2 separate regions of the Mus musculus genome follow, and region 2 is linked to region 1. Evidence: chromatin contacts called from public HiChIP or PLAC-seq data. All regions are on one chromosome and are shown on one strand. Each heading gives the region's core, a stretch centred on a gene start, on an enhancer-like site or on the middle of the called end of the contact. The rest is flanking DNA. Distances are from core to core; before and after follow the strand shown. Region 1 has its middle 12 kb from the start of Gm29862. Region 2 overlaps Gm30041 (a long non-coding RNA gene).

Region 1 (7,028 bases), core at 3,094-5,593:
TGGATAGAAGTGGGTAAACACGGCACATTTACTGCTTAACGTCTAGATGATAATCATTTCTGGGAGTGTGAAATAAAGCGGAGATCTTTAAGATCTTTAAAAGATGAAGGTATCCATAGATTACCGCTCTCCCCGCTTCCAGTTCAGTCTGACCCTTTTCTACTTGACAACAGACACTAAGATGTATCCGTACGGAGAACGTCCCCAGATGTGATAACAAACAGAAACGAGGAAGCGTGCATGCTTGATGTCCTGAGTGCTGACCTCCACACACAGCACATTTTAACATACTGGAAGAGTCATGTGAAGGTATTTTCCTCCCCAGCTGAAGCAATGATTTGGAGATGTGTGCATTTGGAAAGAGGGAGCCTCAATTGAGAAAGTGCCTCCACCAAACTGGCTGTGTGCAAGCCTGTGGCTCATTTTCTTGACTGGTGATTTTGATGTGGAAGAGCCCAGCTCACTGTGGGGTGGGTGGTGCCACCCTTGGGATGCTGGTCTGGAGTGCTATGAGATGGCAGGCTGAGGAAGCCATCACAGGAGCAAGCCAGTAAGCAGCCCTCCTCCATAGATTCTCCTTCACTTTCTGCCTTGGGTTCCTGCCCTGGCTTCCCTGGATGCTGATGCACAACCTGAGAGTCATAAGCTGGAATAAACCCTTTCCTTTCCAAGTTATTTTTTGTCATTGTGATTTACCAAAGCAATAGAAATGATTTCTAAGGTTTTAAGACAGACTTCATTAAACACAACATCTAAAAAGAATTCATTAGCTCACTGCATATGCCATGCAAGTTTCAACCTCGTCATTATTTAATGTAATTAAAGACATGGGAATCTACATTAATAGATGAGAGTGAAGCCACTAACCTCATGCAGAGAGTCCCCATGAGCTGTCTTCGTGTGGCTAGGAAGGAATATGTTTAGGATTTGCCTCTAATTTCCAAACACCAAGCTACTGTGTAATTCTTCACATTAGTGAGTTGGGAGATGTACCCCCGAGTGGTAGAGTGCTGTCTTTGCACTCCTTTCAATACCCAGAAATCAGAAAAAGAACCCCAAAACAAAAAGTTCACACTCAGACACATATACACCATGCCAAGGTAAGTGAACAGGCATGTACACACTCATGGGACACTCGTGTACACAAAACAAACTTTAGCTAGTTTCTTTCAGAATGTATTAAAACCATGAAAACTTCCAAAAATATGATTAATGTTTGTTGCCTTGCCCTGTACTGCCTGTGGCCCGACCCTACCTGCCCTTGGGGGTTGGAGGTGAAGTGACTTTGAGTCAAAGGCACAGACTCCAGAAGCAGGTGAGAAACTCATTTGAATGCCTCTGCAAGCTCCTTTAATACCTTCCAGTAGGGCTCCATTGGTCCCAAGAAAGCATCTCTTCTAAACAGCAGCTCCCAATTGACTGGTATTGCTGCCTGCTTCAGCAATCCTTGATCTCCAGGCAGCCTTCAATTGGGTCCTCCTGCAGGAGATGCCTTTGCAGCTGGCATTTATGCAGAGGCCGCACTGTTCCTCCTACAAATGATAAATCCATGGAAAGTCTGAATTGGAATAAATGCACTGAGAAGTCCTGACAATCTTTTGCAATGTATTTTAAAACATTGCCCAAGAAAGGACTCTTGCATTCATACCACATGATCCAGTAAAGTGAGGTAGGCCTTATGAAAAAAGGGGAATACTGACCACCACATCCCAGATGCTTGGTGCTTTTATTGGTCCCAGCTAAGGGTCTTCTCCATTCCTTCTTGAGAAGTTACTAAAGCATGAAGACATGATCTACCGTATTTGTTCATAAACAATTGTATGATCTTTCTACTACATGTGACCATCTCTATCAAGGCTCTAGTGTTTGAACAAAGTACGTTGCTATTTAAGTATAGAATGCATTAGACAACTCACGTAGCCCATATAGAGGATGCTTACTTACCATCTCCACAGCCACAGAGATAACTGAACCTATCTGTGAAATTTAAGAAGAATGGCAATGACCTTAAGAACTAAATTTTATTTTTTTTTTAACAGACTAAAGAAAGATACATTTTCAGGTTTATTATCTCTGTGGGCATTTGTGATGTTTACAGAGGACCAATGACCAGGAGGTGGGGGAGGGGGCAAGTGTGAGTTTCTATATCACTAACCCCAGTAAGGGTGCTACACCCTAGCACAGCTGACAGGAGGGGGCATTGTTGCTCTGTGGAATTCATGTACTAGGTCACCATCAATGCTAATGGGAAAGGGGTCTGTGTTTAACTCAGGCTATAACAAAAATACAAAACTCTTTATGCAGCAGAATAGCTCTAGTAAAAAGGCAGGTCGACTCCAAAGCTATTGTGTGCAGCTTTTCTCAACGGCTTTAAGATGGCAGCCAGACTTTTGACACCTTAAATTTGATTTGGTGGTAGGTAAACTTCATTTTTTCCATGGGCATCTCCCCTGGGAAGTTGTCTTCTGAAATGCAAAAGCAAAACCTCTGCTTTGGGAAGTTTACAACCATGATGAATTCATTTTTACTCCTCTTGGATAGTATTCACAGCGGGGAGAGTTGCAGACAAGACGAACAAAAATAAAATATCCCAAGACAAGCAGTTTCAGTGATGTGGTTCCAACACCGAGCCTGCCAGAGATCTCATGGCAAGTCCCATTACTGAGATACCTCCTGCCCGGAGGAGTTTGGAAATATACGTGCACACGCTGTTGGCTCCGAGCCTCTGCTGACGTTCCTCTCGCCCTCTCTGACACCCCTCCACCCCCAGCTTAGCAGTTTAATCAAATCTATCAGAAGAGACAGCTGTGGTTCCATTTTCATTCTGGAGATAATGAGCCGGAGTCTGTGAGCTCTCCTCCAAGCCACCTCCCAGACAGACACCTCATACACTGACAGACCGGCCTCCTGGCCAGCTGTTTCTCACTATTTGAAGCTGATTAGACCTGCAGCCTTTGAGGGCTAATAGCCGCTCTTAGCATTTTGAGAGGGCCACAACTTGAAATAGCCTCCTCCCTTTGGTGGTTCCCACAGCTCTTCACTGAACCATCCAGGAAATGTAAACAGGACACTACTTCACACTCCTGAGAGCCTGCGATGTTAACTTGTTTGCCCGACACTCACTGAGTAGCTTAATTAATTATCTGTGGGTGGCAGATTACATGAAGTCACCCTAGCCCATTAAGTATGCATTTCCTGCATCTAAGTATATTATGAAAACATGGCCGTGTTTTCTTCTGGAGTTCAGAGTGTTTAGAGAGCCTGTCTTGTTCTTTAAGGCCTGGCTGCTTCGTATTTACGTTAGACTGATCGAATTTCAAATGTGAAAGTAAAGATAAAGTACCTGAAAACGTTAAATCCAAGCCATGCGTCATTTGAACAAACTTCTGACAGACACAGAGGACTTGCTAGGGCCTTCCCCACACCCCCAAGGCCACAGAGGATCCCTGTGTGTTCACCCTCCTGGGCTCCTTGCAAAGAGAATTCTTTGTGCATTACGAAACCTTCAGACGAGGTTCCTGTGGGCCCCACCTGTGGCTGAAAACACTTAATTTGGGGTCTGAGTTCCTTTAAGAGACACTGCAATGCCCTGTCTGCCATCTCTCCCCCTACCTCGGTACTTATTTTCAGTTACATCTCAAAGATTAACAAACTGATGGCGATTAAGTTCTCAATAGGTGCTTCGTTGTTAGACTCCGTAGAAGAAAGCTCAAGGAGTCTTTCTAGGACAAAAACATCGAGAAAGCAAAAAATGTCCTTCATGCCTGCTAATAATTTTCTCTGTTCTGCACATATGTTTCAGACCACAGGAGTGGGGTGGAGTTAAGCTACAATACTATCCTTATTTTGGAGAAGGGAGGGGTCCCAGCTAAGCTATTCTAGTGGGAATTAACAGAGAGAGACAGAGAGAGACACATGACCGAGAGATTTTTGGTGTGTTTTTAGTTTCTAATTGTACATGTATTTCTGGCTTTTTTTAAGGAAGGACAGAGCTATAGGAGATCTGGAATCAGAACCTAAAGTGACCTACATAAAAGCAACGCTCTGATTCCCTAATTAAACCAAGCTGCGGCTGCGGGCTCTGCAAATAGCTGCCAAAAATTCATCCATTCAATCTTCCGCTTATCCTCCAGGAATGCAGAGGGGCGGGGAAGGGGGCGGCGGGGAAGCAGAGGCCGGGGATTGTCCTAGCTCATGTATTTGCTCTCCGGTGAGGGGGTCCTGCGTTCCCGGAGCACAGTCGCCTGGGGTTGGAAAGGATCGCGTGGGGGAGGGGGCTGGGAGGCAGGGGACCAGAAGGGGGATAAAGAGAAAAACAGACTAAATGTTTTAACAGCTGCCCTATTTTTCTTCACCTATTTTGCCCAGGGATCTGGTTTCCTTCTGGGAGGAGGGCTCTCCCTGGGTCCAGGCTCGCTCCGCAGGGCCTGTTTACTCGGAGAACCACAGTCCTCTTTCTCACCTTGTTTAAGTCTTTACTTTTGAGGGAACTCAGAGCAGGAAGAAGAAACTGGAATGGTTGCTGAGCTCCGAATTTTAAGTAGAAACTGGGAACAAAGTAAAGTAAAATAAAATCTGGCCCTCCCCACCCCCCCGCACCCAGTCTCCTCCTGCCAGTGCTTCTTGGACAAGAAAAACTGTTCTTCAGCGAAGATGGTCCCTCATTCTCTCATTCTCACATAACTTCCTTTAGCTGAGCGTTGCAGACGGTATGTTAATTGAGTATTAGATGACGAAGCTGCAAAAATCGGAGGGAATAGCGCTATTAGCCAGACACTCGGGGATTCCAGCACCACACAAAGGTAAAAACCAAATGGAAAAGACCAGCTATTTATTTTTTGCTGAAAAGAGTTTGTACTGTCACTTGGGGGTTTGCTGTGGAGAATTTTCCCAGACGAAACATTTGCCGACTTTCCCTCGATTTCATTCACAGACACGCCACCTAAACATACATTAGCAGCGCCTAGTCTAGTCTATCAGAAACTCAACGCTCCGGGAGGAATCCTTACCGCCAAACATAAGTCTTAACTGTTGCCAGGATTCAGTTACGCAAGAGGACTTTGGGAGACCCAGGTACCTCAAAATGGAGCACTCCGAATTGGTATTCACGACATGTTCCTCACTAGGGTCATGCCCAGGGAAAGCTGCAGTATTTGTCAGGGTTTAGCCTTCCCACCTCTGTCTTCTCCACTCAGTTTCAGCCTCTTAGCCAGAGACTCCAAGCTTCTGTCCCAACAGAGCATTGCCACCTAGACACTTCTGCAAAGAAGCCTCTGTCATAGGCTTCTTACTCCCAGTTTCAGATCACTGCGTTCGCATCACATACCTTTCCACTATTAAAATAAGTAATAATAATGATGATGATGATAAATAATTGTGATGCTTTCATCATTTTTTAAAATAGTTTTGTTTCTAGAGATTGAACCTAGAATCAAGCGTGCATGTTGGGCAAGCAATCTACTGTGTGTGTGTGTGTGTGTGTGTGTGTGTGTGTGTGGTAATGGCAGTGTGTGTACTGTGGTATATGTCTGTGGATACACAAGCAAGTACACATATACATATGTGTGCAGGTGCCTGCAGAGACCAGGAGAGGGCACTAGACCACTCCACCCCAGAGCTGGAGTTACAGGCAACTGTGAAGTTGTGAGCTGCCCAACATAGGTTCTAAGACCGAAACTCACCTTCTGATGGAGTAGCAACTGCTCTACCTAGTTTGTCTCTGTGTTAAACTCTGTGTTGTTTTAAGTTCCTGGGTGTGCTTTAAGTTCCAGAACCCATTAGAAGCCTTAATAATAGCTTCCAAAATGTGAATATTATAATGTTATCCTAGAAAGTTACTCAAGCTTGGTGGACTTGGTTAATTTTTCTTGTATTATAAACAATGATGGTATCTGTAGTTTCAATAATACAATGATTTCGTATTCTTTTGTTTCACTTTGTACTAAACAATACATTGAAGTGGAAACTTCTAGTTTCTTTAGGAAGTCAATTATGTCAAATGATGTTTTGCTGAGACACACAAGCGAAAGGATGTTTTCCTGGATCAGACACAGGAAAAAATGTTTTCCTGAAGCAGACACAGGCGAAAGGATGTTTTGCTATAGCAGACACGTGAAAGGGCCTGTGATGAAGGAGTATAAATATGACCCCACAGACAGTGGGAGATGAGCACTGAGCATTGGTCTTTGATAAAGACAAGCATGTATTGGTTCGCCTTACATAGCATTCATTGTTGAGCTCAACTTGTGGTCATGCCACCATTGAGAGAAACTCACTCAGGAACTGCTCATGAGGTTCTTGCAGTAGTTTGCCGCTTCTGAGACTGCACTTCAGGTCAGTTGGTGAGCCTTGTGCTGGTTGGTACATGGAATCGGCCTGCTGAGAGGACTGAACTGTATGTAGCTGCCAGTTCCTGTGTGGTATCTACTTGCCTAGAGGACTGGTCTGCAGCTGCTGAGTCGTATTTGGTGTTTGCTGGAGGATGGAACTATTGCCAAGGAAGATGGAGCTCACCCCCAAAGAACTATTGCTGAACAGTTCTGCTTCCCCCATATCCTAATAACTTTTCTCTTCCACTACCTCTGCTGGGTGGTGGGATAGAGGAGAAGTTGGACCCTTACTAAAAGTAGGTTGCAAAAACTTTGCCCACATTACATAGGTTAATATTCTTACTATCTCAAAGCATCCTAGTTGACATGCAAGAGGCTGTGGTGGAGATCTACAGGCACACACTGAGGTAAGTGGCATCAAGCCCCCACCATTTGAGGCTCACGAGCAGGTGGGGGATGTGTACCTGAATATTGAAGGGATTGCTGTATCAGGAAGGATAGAAAGTCACTTGAAAGTATGAAAAGGGCTAAGGGTAAGAAGCTATAATTAGTTTTGGAAAAAGTAAGAAAGCTGATAGAAACTAAGAAAAACAGATTCATACCAGAGAGAACCAAATGAATTCATGGATTAATAAGCCGATCCACAGAAACCAAGTAACAGAGTCCGTTTCTTTTGTGAGAGGAGACACAGAAGATGAG
Region 2 (7,202 bases), core at 2,078-4,577, 330 kb after region 1:
TCTCAGGAGAGTGGAATTAGCATCAACATACAAACAGCATCAGGCCCATCTACGACACCCATCCCCCCTTACCCTACTCCTATGAGGGTCCCTACCTCCACCAACTACCCACTCCCACCTTACCACCCTAGCATTTCTCTGTACTGGGGCATCAAGCCTTCACAGGACCAAGGGCCTCCCCTCCCACTAATGCCAGATAAGGCCCCTTCAGCTCCTTCAGTCCTTCCCCTAACTCCTCCATTGGGGTCCCTGTGCTCAGTCCAATAGTTGGCTGCGAGCACCCACATCTGTATTGGTCAGGATATGGCAGAGACTCTCAGGAGAAAGCTTTGTCAGGCTCTTGTCAGCAAGCACTTCTTGGCATCAGCAATAGTGTCTGTGTTTTGTGTCTGCATGTGGGATGGATCCCCAGGTGAGGCAGTCTCTGGATGGCCTTTCCTTCAGTCTCTGCTCCACTCTTTGTCCCTGAGTACCGTGCCTTTTATGTGACTTGTTTTCTGATCTTACAGGTGCTCACAGTTAAAAATGTGCTTTAAGTCTTAGAAGAAACTCAGGACCTTTGTACAGCATTAGAATTGTCAGGACCATGAGGACTCTTGAATTTGGACTGATGCATGTTGAATTATGAGGTGGCCATGAGCCTGTGGAGGTTAAGGGAAGTGTATTATGGCTTGAATCTGAAATGTCCCTTGGCTATCACAATTCAGTATCTGGTCTGCTGCTGTTGGGGGGGGGGGGGGTTGAGGTGCCAGGTTGATAGAGGTGTGTCACTGGCAGGAGGCCTCAGAGTTACAGTCTCACCATGCATCTGTTCCTACTGTATCTGCTTCTGACCCTCCATGATACACGAAGCTTCTGCTACATCATCCTTCCACCAGCCCCGCCTCACCATCTACATTGTGATGTACTGAAACCAGGAGCCAAAATAAATCTCCCTAACTTGTCATGGCAACAAGAAAGGAAGTTAATAAACAAGCCATTCATTTTTTTTCTACAATTTCACTCAATGGTTTCAGTAGATTAGCCATACATTTTTAAAATTATAATGCTTCCTATTGTCTGACAGTGACCACATATATATATATCTTTTTATTTTATTACTTCACTTCAAATATGTCTAGGAAATAATTTGCTAAATTGTATGGGAAATTAAGTTTGTGTAAAATCGTTTGCAGCTATCATTTAACATATATTTCCCATGTCTATATCTTACAGTACTTGTAGAACTTTAAAGGTTATTGATTGCATGTGGATATTGATTATTGCATAGCACTTGTAACATGCATGTATAATATGTCTGCTTTTGTGCACGTCATGCGCATGCAGGTCATGCGGAGGCATTGGACACCTGCAGCTGGAGTTACAGGCAATTGTGAGCTGCCCAACATGTATGCTGAGAACTAAGTTCATGTCCTTTGCAAAAGCAGTAAGTACTTGTAACAACAGAGCCATCTCTCCAGCCCTGCAAGGGGCTTATAGTGGAGTGAAATAGCTGTGCATCCAGATCAAGACCTCACCAATATTATCAGGTAATATAAAGAAATGCCAGATGCAATAATCTAGAACATAAAACATTAGGTTTAAACATGGACTAATATTAAATAGAGGTTCAAATTTTATATAGATAGCCAAAGGGTAGATCACCTGACAAAATAACTTCTTAAGTAGAGGCAGTGTATATTTTAAATATAGTGTGTTGGTCTTCTATGTGATTATAATCCTGTTTAATCCTGTCAAATTGATAATCAGCGCCAACCATTAGACATAGTATGTACACATGTGTGAGCCAAAGGACTTGATTCTCCTCAGGGATCATAACATTGCTACATTGTATTCATTTTTCTACTCTAACATTGCCACATTGTATTCATCTTTCTAATGCAGGACTCTACAACTATCAGGAAACCATAAATAGATAGCCTAACTTTAAAGCCAATAATTATAGTAGAAATGTTGATGCTGTCACACAGTAATGAAGACATTTGTGTAGAATAAGCTGATGTGATGCTCTTTGGGGACCAACCTGAACACCCAAACATGACAGCCCTATGGATTTGTATTGGAAACCTAACTGAAAGCTGGAAATAATGGACTTGTATCTTACACAGTGAATCCTTGACTCTGAACAAAGCAAACCGAAACTCAGAAACAGTGTTGATATCGCCCATAGGCCTGGCTGCACCTCTATTGCCGGAAACTAGAGTCAACCTTCTAATTGCTGATAAAAGGACCTGAAAAGACAGAGTGCACACACACCATGCACACAATATACATAAACACACATACATACACAATATATACACAGAACATGCACATCACACACACTAACACACATAAATATTATACCTACATACATGCACACTCCACATACATTCTCTCTCACACACACATCATTTGATTGCTTATAACTAACATGCATTGGTAGTCACAACCTTTTTCAGCAGATAAAGAGGGACATTTTTTTTCCCGACTTTTCTCAAAATACTTGAGTATTGATACTTTTGCTGTGTTTTCTTGCCAATGTTGTTTCCTTTGGGTGTTGTTGTTGTTGTTGCTTTGAGACAGTTTTAATTTGTAGCATTAGCTGGCCTTGAACTCATTATCCTCGGTATCTTAAGTAGTGGGCATATGCTACCACTCCTAGCTAGCGCATGGACTCTTAATTACCAGGATATAACACCACTTGAGAACTGCAAACTCATGTGTGATCCAGTCAAAGCAGTCTGCCTTCAATGTTTTCTCTGGTAGGCCAGGGGTGGGCTAAGGTTCAGGGACAAGCGACACACGAAAGGAACCAGACTACAGTGGCTCCTTTCCTGAGGTCTCACATAACTACTACTTTCCTGGCCAGCTTCACTGGTGTCTGGAGACAGAGCTGAGCTCTGGGGACTGGAGGTGGAGGCCCAGTGGTAGAGAAGGCATTTCCTTCAAGGAAAGAGCTGGACTTACTGATGTAGGCAGGGACAGACAGACAACTCAACTGAAAAGTCAGAGGCATATCTTTGATCAGACTGCAAGAAGTTCAGGTATGTCAAGATCCTGACCCATTTCTATTTCGGACTAAGTTACGCAGTCGTCTTTGTTAGAGAGGCCAAGAATACTCCCATTAGTATAGAAAAGTTGTATCTAGGGTATCTAAACCTCTCAGTTGCCTTTTCTGTCTGAGAATTATATCCCCAACTCTGAATGCTTTGCACGTCTGTAAACTGAGTCTTACATTCAGCAATGTACTAACAAAATACGAAATGTAAAGCCCTGAGCTGCATGTAAGCCCCTTGGAAACCGAGAGCCAACTAGAACAGCTCCTGTTAGCAGCCGGAAATGATTTCAACTTCAGCAGCATGGTCACACACTTGGTTTATGTGCAGGCTGTAAAACGAGCTGACAGCAACACCGTGTCTGGAAAGTTGTTGTTTAAAACCTACTCCGAGATTTATTCAATGATTTCTCAATAAATCAACAGCCTTCCCCAGGCAGGAGAGGAATTCTGTTAAGTACCAGGTCGATTGGCTAAGCATCGCTATTTTGTTGTTCTCTGTAAAACGTTACAGTGAATAAAATTATATCTTTATGGTTACCTAGTTAAAAAAAAACACTGGAGGAGTCGCTCTGATTTACTAACCTAATTTAGACTCATATGAACTGCTGCATCTTCTCCCTTAGTCATCTCTGTCATCTCTAAATACCCACAGCTATAGCTTCCTGTAAAACCATTCTTTTTCTTTAATCTTGAAGGGGATACAGATAACTTCAGAAATAAGGGGTGTTTGTTTGTTTGTTTGTTCTGTTATATATCCAGAAGGTTGTGAGCTGTTCACATAGTATCTCAAGGCTGTTGTTCAGAACCATGTGCTTGTTTCCTGGGCTAATGAGAGAGAGTCTCTTCAACAGCATGGCTTCCCCCATAAGTGCACACTCAGACAGCTTGTGTGGAGTTTTAATTTCAAACATGAGGTCATTCTTTGTTGGCCTCTCTGTAGAAAGCGAACTGTTAGGAAGGTCACTGTGAGTAAGGTAGATATTTGCATAAGCAGCAGATATAATGACATTTATCTTGTCGCTTTAGTTCTTTCCCAAGAGGAGTGGGTGCTTCCCATACGGACATGAAATTCTGCTGTCCTGAGCTACTTGCTATAGAATATCTTGGTTTGGTTCTACTAAAATGAGGAAATGTTTCTGGGTCAAGATACCCAAGTTGCATTTTTTTCTAGCGTCCAGATGCCACCTATTGGTGGGAGATTCTCTGCAAAGTGTAATTAAAGAACCAAAACAGAAAGGAGTCACATGCAGGGCAAGTTACCTACTGCCTTTTACCAGGCTGTAAGCCTTACGAGGTCAGAGATGCTTGCTACCTTATCTTCAGCATCCAGAAGCGTAGTTGATATGAAGAAGGTGATCAATATGTATCTATGGAATAAGTAAATAAGAACGTTTCATTTGTTGTCCAGGTTTGCAGTTAACAGATATTTATGACGGACCCATTCTGTACTAAGTTCTCCTTCACCCAATTACCAATCTGCAAGACTTCATCTGCTGTGACCAAATACCTAGCAAGAAAAGGCTTAAGGGCGAGACAGTTTATTTGGGTTCATGGTTTAAGGGGATACAAACCATGATGTTGTGGCAGACATGGCAGTCGATTCTTTGGAGGCTGGGATGTGAGGCAACTAGTGACATTGTTTTGACAGTCGGAAGCAAATTGACCTAAAGCTAGGTCGGCTGTAGCCTTAAGCCCCACCCCTATTACCCAGTTCCTTTGTAGACCCTAACTTCCGATGTGCTATAGCCCTAAGCCCCACCCATATTACCCAGTTCCTCCATGTAAGCTCTAACTTCCTAAGGTCCCATAGCCTCTAGAACCAGCAGCACTAGCTAGAGACCAAGTGTTCAAGCATGTGAGCCTGCAGGCTACATTTCCCATCCAAACGATAACAGCAACGCCTGGCTGACGTCCAGCGCAGGGTGAGCTCTTCCGTTCCTTTAGTTCATTGTGTATGGTTTCTCATCTACTTCCCAGCTGGTATCCTGCAGGTGATGTTGCATTTCTTCTTGCCTTCGGTTCTCTTCCTTGCTCTTCAAAACAGAGATACAGAGTGACTTAAGCAAGCAGTTTTGGTTCTAGCAGAGAGACATGGCCATGGGGTTTAGGTTGAACTTGGAGTTAAAGGAAGCACCTCCTATGACTTCTAATGCTTGTGCCTGTCCACATCCTTTTTAGATCGTGAATCGGTTTCCACTCATTGCCTTTAACCTGGTTTGTGAGCCATTTCATCCAACATATTTCATCCAACATAGGCACATATGAAAAACATTTCTACCCATTGAATTATACCATATTGCCCACTTTAGTAGACTATATTGTAATATATTGGTTTTTATTATATTTGTGTGTGTGTGTGTAAAAATTGACTCTGGTTGTCTCCTGGAGACATGTTACTTTAGTGCACCTTATAACTTGTTTACTATTTAAAGATCTGCATTTTTAAGCTCTACCCCAATCAACCATCACTTTCTTAGGCTTCTTCACCTATGTGGCCAGTGACACATGTGAGGTATGTGATTTAGTTTCCATATTTCTTTTGTCACTGGTGAATCATCTGCATTCAGTACAGGGCTAAGATCATGGTAGGTATCCAGTAGCCACATGATGAAAGTGCAGATAAGCAATAGATATGAAGTAGAAATGGATTAAATACTTACACAAGATGGCCTGGTGAGTATAATTTCATTTACAGGCATACACCTCAAAGACAAGATCCCCATATTTGCACAATAAGTACTTACTCACAGGATGAGTTCAGAATGCATATAAAAAGTCACGCACAGCAGCGTATGCCTGTAACCTTAGTCCTGGGACCAGAGACAGGCAGATCCTGCAAGCTCATTGACCAAACATTTTAGCCAAATGTATGGGCTTCAAGTGTCCTCACAAAAGAGCATAGAGATTGAGCAAAGAAAGACACTCAATGCTGGCCTATAGCCTACACATATATAAATGTATGTGTATAAGCACCTACACACATACATGTATAACCTCATGAAAATACACATAACATACCCAGCACACACAATAAGGTGTATAAATCCTTAAGTAGAAGAAGTTACTAGACTTTTCAGATCTTTTAAAAAATAAAAAAAATTTTTTGAGGATCACATAATTTTCTATTGACCTCTTTAAATATGGAAAGTCAAGAGCAGCAACAAACAAAGAAACAAAGAAACAACAACAACAACAAAAAAAACCCTCATAGAACAAAAAACCCTGTAAGACCATGGTAAATTTGAAAAGGCCATTAAAAAATCATAATTCTTTTATCCTAATTGAGTACAATGTGACATGCAAACAAATATGGTCATGAGAAATAAATTAAATTAGATAGCCTATTATTCATAGCTGGAGTTAAGTAAATATTTAGCCATAGCTGTTCTTACAGAAGCCTGCAAACTCTCTCCCTCCCTGTATTATTTTTTTCTTCTATTTTCACAAAATCTGTGCTGACCTCAAATTTGCAATGAAGGTAAGGATAACCATGAACTTCCAACATTTCTACCTCTACCCCATAACACAGAATACAGGCTCATGCCATTGTGCCTGGGTCACACATACAGAATCATTTCATAAGTGGAGAGATACTTACCATGGTAGATAGACCCTCAATTGTAACTATAATTATATATGGCAAACACAAGGGCACTATCCTTTGAAGTTTAGACTTGGAAAAACACTTTTCTACGGGTGGTAGTTTGATTATGCAGGGAGTGACACTATTTGGAGGTTTGGCCTTGTTGGAGGAAGTGTATCACTGTGGGTGTAGGCTTTAAGACCTTTGTCCTAGCTTTCTGGAAGCCAGTCTTTTTCTAGCAGCCTTCAGATAAGACATAGAACTCTCAGCTCCTCCTGCACCATGCCTGCCTGGATGCTGCCATGCTCCCGTCTTGATGATAATGGACTGAACCTCCACCTGTAAGCCAGCCCTAACTAAATGTTGCCCTCATTAAGAGTTGCCTCAGTCATGGTGTCTGTTCACAGCAGGAAAACCCTAAGACAGCCTGTCAACCAGAGAAAAAAATTTTTCAAACTTTACGTGATAGCCAGCTTGTAAATTTGGCAGCCTATGCAATCTGCACAGGAAAGGCAACTTCACACATACTCCAAAAGAACAAGAAATCATATATCTTTTTTACCCTCTAAAGACTGGGTC

The links. HiChIP or PLAC-seq counts read pairs in DNA pulled down with a chosen protein or histone mark.
Region 2: an H3K4me3 HiChIP or PLAC-seq map of embryonic limb bud shows a contact between it and region 1, with 4 times the contacts expected there. The contact joins two enhancer-like sites. A contact is called at or near these places in 9 of 484 Hi-C or Micro-C datasets (cerebellar granule neurons, cerebral cortex, embryonic fibroblasts and 4 more) and 2 of 115 datasets of contacts at active chromatin or transcription factors (embryonic limb bud and fibro-adipogenic progenitors).

What each region holds. Positions count from the first base shown.
Region 1 is chr10:125,782,863-125,789,890 of GRCm38.p6, forward strand. No RefSeq gene overlaps it. Among named protein-coding and RNA genes, the nearest start is that of Gm29862, 12 kb to the left of the region's middle. Within about 2 kb of position 4,344, at least 103 of the 459 cell types and tissues checked have an H3K27ac peak or open chromatin away from gene starts, as enhancers often do. A contact at or near this core is called in embryonic limb bud, where this site is marked.
Region 2 is chr10:126,118,479-126,125,680 of GRCm38.p6, forward strand. Gm30041 (a long non-coding RNA gene) reads left to right here. Exons shown (of 6, transcript XR_872162.2): 5 at 1,327-1,529. Among named protein-coding and RNA genes, the nearest start is that of Gm30041, 28 kb to the left of the region's middle. Within about 2 kb of position 3,328, at least 6 of the 459 cell types and tissues checked have an H3K27ac peak or open chromatin away from gene starts, as enhancers often do. A contact at or near this core is called in embryonic limb bud, where this site is marked.